2 separate regions of the Hordeum vulgare genome follow, and region 1 is linked to region 2. The links are chromatin contacts, called in public Hi-C maps. All regions are on one chromosome and are shown on one strand. Each heading gives the region's core, a stretch centred on a gene start, on an enhancer-like site or on the middle of the called end of the contact. The rest is flanking DNA. Distances are from core to core; before and after follow the strand shown. Region 1 holds the start of LOC123398877 (peroxidase 24-like). Region 2 holds the start of LOC123397523 (oxysterol-binding protein-related protein 2A-like).

What was found. A called contact is a pair of places that touch in the nucleus more often than the background predicts.
Region 1: a Hi-C map of seedling shows a contact between it and region 2, with 2.2 times the contacts expected there. The contact joins the promoter of LOC123398877 here to the promoter of LOC123397523 in region 2. A contact is called at or near these places in 1 of 6 Hi-C or Micro-C datasets (seedling) and 1 of 1 datasets of contacts at active chromatin or transcription factors (embryo).

Annotation. Positions count from the first base shown.
Region 1 is chr5H:134,117,869-134,120,568 of MorexV3_pseudomolecules_assembly, forward strand. It overlaps LOC123398877 (peroxidase 24-like), which reads right to left and starts at 1,368. Exons shown (of 4, transcript XM_045093322.1): 1 at 1,010-1,368; 2 at 741-932; 3 at 441-606. The coding sequence starts at 1,231.
Region 2 is chr5H:133,438,005-133,440,704 of MorexV3_pseudomolecules_assembly, forward strand. It overlaps LOC123397523 (oxysterol-binding protein-related protein 2A-like), which reads left to right and starts at 1,439. Exons shown (of 7, transcript XM_045092052.1): 1 at 1,439-1,853; 2 at 1,976-2,041; 3 at 2,185-2,237; 4 at 2,677-2,700. The coding sequence starts at 1,851.

The DNA of each region.
Region 1 (2,700 bases), core at 118-2,617, 680 kb after region 2:
AGGGAGAGTAGTTGCCATGCCGACGAGCAGCCAAAGAAGATGGAATGAAAAGCAGTTGCCATTCCACTTTGCTGACAGTTGCTGTCAGTTTTCATGATAGTTGCCATGCAGATTGAACAACAACTATGCACATGTAGTTGCCATGCAGTAGTTGAGGGAAATTGCGTGGCGTGTGGGCGCAAACGTCGACCCACCACACAGGCTTGGCACTGCAAAAGCAATCCGAAAGACAATGGACGTGCGGGCGAAGAGGATGCACGTCCACACACCGACCCGATCATACGTGGTATATAAAATTTGCAAAGATTAGTGCAACCCTAAACGGACGGAGATCCATGTGTGTGGACGGTTTACAAACGCCCATACGTGTGGGCGTTATCTTTTTCTTTTATTTTGTGTGTGTGAGTAAACTTAATGATGTTGACTTGATATGTATGTACCCGAGAGGATGACGAGGTCCTTGACGTCGAGGCCCTTGCTGGCGAATTTGGCCTCAAGCACAGTGAAGTTATCCGACGGCGAGGGTATGTCGGACAGCACCTCCGACGCGCTGGATACCACGCCGTCGCGCCGCCCGAGCTGCACGTCCCACAGGTCACGACCGAACTGCATATGCATGCAGCGCACGCGCGTCAACTCTAAGCGTATTCCATTTATAATTAGGAGTAGCTAATTAGCCGTACATGCATGCATATTAAGTAGTAATTGAGTGATGCAAGCACGATCGACGACTGACCGACCTGGAAGGAGATGGCGTCCCTTGCAGCGAGCGCGACGATGTCGGCGCAGGAGACGACGCCGGGGCAGACGGCCTCCAGCACGGCCTTGGCGGTGTCGATGACGTCGAAGCCGCCCAGCGACCCGTTCGGCGCAGCGTCCTTCTCCGCGGTGTTGCCCGCCGTCGAGTCGATCAGCAGCGACGCGTCGCACCCCTACGTACACGAATCAGCACGACGTCCGTCAGCCATGCGCGCGCAGAGCGTGAGCGCCTTTTTCTGTACATACGTACCCTGACGAAACAGTCGTGGAAGAAGAGGCGGAGCAGCCTCGCCGGCAGCGCGGCGGGGTCGGCGGCGACGCGGGCCAGCACGATGTCGCGCACCACCGCCTCCGCCGCCGGGCAGCTGGGCCTGTAGAAGTGCGCCTTCAGCAGCGCCGCCTCGCGTCCGCCGGCCAGCGCGCCGACCAGCACGACCAACACGAGCAGCGGCGACGGCGCTGGTCTGGTCATCGAGATAGCTCTAGCTAAGCCGGCGTACGTAGGATGACGCGAGTGATGGTGGCGAGAGAGCGATGGACACAGCGATCGGCAGGTGAGAATAATGGGAGCTCAGCTGCTCATGGGTGTGTGGCAAGGCTGTGCCTGTGTGCGCTTATTAAAGGTTTATAAAGCCCAGCCACAGCGTCAGCGTGCGCCCGCCGGCATTCATCTCGGCCGGTGCGGTGAGGTCCCAAGTAGAAATCGCAGCTCAGCTAGCCGTCCGATTTGTCATCGACTACCGAACCGGTGACGTTTTGCGTGACGGACCTTGGTTGGGTGCAAACGCGTGCCGCTCCAGCTATGGGTAACAGCGAACCTCTAGCTACCTACCTTACCCGCTCGAGTGCTCCGAGCAACGGAATTAGTTGGCCATCGCCAGTACAGGGACGGTATCCACCGCGCATCACACGTAATACACACAAGGCTACTGCCTAGCTAGTACTCCTAGTACAAAACAAACAATAGCTAGCCTACAAAACTGACGATGCGATGCACCAAATCCGAAGTGCAAGGGGAACTCCAACGCGGATAACTAAATCTTTGACCGTCTGATCATTACTTTAAAAACTTCATAAAAAATCAAATAAGATATTAAAATGTTACAAAAACATAGCCTATATGTATGCCATTCGCATTCACAACAAAAATGTTGGAAAGACCCCATTTAAGTTTTATTTGAATAAAGAATGGTGACTTTCCAACATTTTTTATCAAGAATGCAAATGGCATGCATATATAGGTGATGTTTTTGTGAACACTTTGATATCTTATTTGATTTTTTCTGAGTTAGTATGAACATTTTATGAAGTTTTTAAAGTGACGGTCAAATAGTCAAAGGGCAAAAGCATAAGCGAAGAAAGTGGTTTGGGCGGGAACGAGTGTTTTCAGAAATTAGGGGTAAAACTGCCGAGTGTGATCTAATTAGGGACATAAATTCAATTATCCCTTTTATCTAACATCGCGGCCGACATGTTAGCTATCCGTGTTGAGAGAGCTAAGGTGGTCGGTCAGATTAATGGTGTTATTCCCTATTTGGTAGAAGAAAGTTTGTCTATTCTACAATATGCGAATGACATTATTCTTTTTATGAATAAATAATGATCTAGACAAAGCAAGAAACCTCAAGTAGCTTTTATATGCATTTGAGGAGCTATCTGGTCTTAAAACTAATTTTCATAAGAGAGAGCTTTTTTTGCTTCGGAGACGCTGCACAGTCGACAACTGAGTATGCTAGCATTCTTGGCTGCCATCTCGGACAGATCCCGATTCGGTATCTCAATATTCCGATTCACTATGAGCGCTTAACTATCGTCGAGTGGAAGTATGTGGAAGAGAGACTTGAGAAACGGCTAGCCAGTTGGAAGGCCAGACTCTTGTCATATGGGGGACGATTTATTTTGATCAATTTCGTCCTTAGCAATATGGTTCTATACATGTTG
Region 2 (2,700 bases), core at 189-2,688:
TAGTGAAGCTTTGTTATAATTTATTCTCTATACATGATTCTCTAAGAGGCCCCTCTTCTACTTTTTTTTCTTGCTGGAAACAACATGTTTTTACTAGGAGAGTTGCAGTGTTCTTATTATTTTATTTCCACAAATATCATCATGTTTGGCTTAGTTGTTGTTGTGGTGCTATTATTCTTGTTATTTCCAGAATTATTGTCATTTCACAGATGGTGTAATACTATGCACCTTCACAGAAAGCAAACCTTGTTTGTGTCGGACTTATAGAATATCAGAAACAGAGTTTGAAAACCATCAATCTCGGGAACACTTTGACCATATATTTGATTCTGTTGAATGCCCAATATATGATGAGGTGCCATTTTCATTTGCTAGGCTGGTAACCATGAGAAAGTTGGGGTTGCAATAATCATGCTAATATTTTCGAGTGTGTTACTTTTATATGCATAGATCAATCTACAATGTACACACACCATTAGGTTTGGTCCTATATTTTCATGTGAAGTTGGTTTTGGTACTTTTCTCATTCTTTTTTTTAACACGTGAATTTCTTTATCTGAAGCATTTTAGTGAAAAGGAATTTTGTTCCGAAGCCACAATTGAAGCTTACGATCTGTAAAACATATGTGACTGCCTAAAAGGAAGTACGTGCTTTCTAGAATAAGCTCCATGATATGTATGCTTTGCCTATGTTGACTGCTCCTAAATTACAAAACACATATACGCATGTTGTACAATTGTGCTAGAAGCACTTATTCTTATTCTTTTGTCTAATTAGAGTTTTAAATTGGTGTGGTAGATGATTTCTCAACTTGCATATTAGTTACAAAACATGAGACTCTGAAGATACAAAGTTCTAGCATTTGCTTCAAATATAATATAATTTTTGAAATAGGTCCCAAAAATTTCTAATCAGATACTACTCACACATTTTTTATGTTTTACTAGATGTCGGTGCTCACGAATATTAGGCTACTATATTCATCCTACGATAGACTATCTTCATGAAGCGCTTCTGATATTACTCGATACAATTGGTGCTCCGAGTCCCAAACCTGGTCAACCCTGGCTCATGGCAAGTATGGTTTACTCCGTAGCGAACAACGGGAATGGGTCGCTAGCACATGAAGCATTGTCGATGGCGCCAACAGCATCGAGCAGTCCTGCAATACACTGATGTGTCCTTCCCAATCACTATTAGGAAAAGGGCTATAGATAATATAAACACTAATGACGCACCAGACAAGTGGTGTGTCACTACTATATAGCAGTGGCACACCTTGTGCAGGTGCGTCATTAGTGTGATAGACACTAATAACGCACCACACACACGGTGCGCCACTACTAACAAACTTTTTTTTAAAAGTATTAATGACGCACCGGGACAGAGTGCGCCATTACTAGTTTAATGACGCACCAGGACAGAGTGCACCACTCAGCTAGTGCGCCACCGCAGTTCCCTCCTCTCGCTCCCGCAGAGAAGCTAGGTTTCCCACCGCGCCGCCGATTTCCTCACCCTCTCTCCCGCGGACCCCCTTGCTCAGCAACGGAAGTGAGGCCACCCCTTCTTCTCACCTCCCCCCTAGTCCGGCGAGCTCCATGGCCCCTCCGACGAACCCCCCGGCGACTGCATCCCCACCTCAGCCCCGCGCTGCTTCCCCGCCGGGCACGCACGCCGCCCGCTCGCCCCGCGCACTCCGCCCTACACCCCTGCCCCACCAGCCAGTCGCCTCCGACGCCGGTGCCTTCCCCACCAACTCCGGCAACCGGCGGCCACCCCGCCCTCCCGATCCACCACATCCCTTCTCTTCCCCTTGGCCGATCCACGCGGGCGGCGACCCTCCGTAGCCATGGTGAGTCCATTCCCATCTCCTTCCTCCCTATATCCCACCCTTCCCTGCGCATCGCCGCCGCCGGATTCGGGCAGCCACCGGGTCCTGCGACTCCGTTCAAATGGGTTCTCGTGTATCCGCAGGCCAACATGCTGCGTCTGTACGTCACTTGCATCTGCAACACTCTGGAGGCCGCCATGTGCCTGCAGGTACGCACCATTTCCATCGCCTCCAGGATTGCCATTCTGCTCGGCAAATTTATTGATTTACTCAAGAGCACCTGTAGAGTCTCGTATGATTCCTCAGCAAAAAATATTCTAATGTCGCGCGTGCTTGTTCCTTCTGCCTCCAGAATTTCCCTTGCCAAGAGGTCGAGAGGCACAACAAACCGGAGGTGGAGCTCAAGTAAGCCAATGCTTTCGCCTGCATACTGTTTTATTTAATGCCTGTATTGTATGCTTTAGTTAGTTGTTTCTGTAATTGATTCGGTTCAGACCAGTAGAAGCTAGTGCAACGGTGTTTCATCTTGAGAAACTGGATTCCACACATTATAGTGGCTTCTATTCTTCTTATGTGCATTTGTGTGCTCTTACATACATGTTGATACTTGATGAGGCCTAGTAGAAACAGGCTGGAATGTATCCACTTTTATTCATAGGATGTCGATTGCGAAGACAACAATAGGGGCACTGTCTCTGGCTTCCTTTGATAGTTTATATGCCATTCTATGCCTGCAATTGCATTCACATGTTCCCTTTTGCACTTACACGTTTCCTCCATGAGGCTCGCGGATGTGAGTAAATCATGTTTTGCTCACATCGCCTTCTTTCAATTTCTTTTACAGGACTAGCCCTGAACTTCTGCTGAA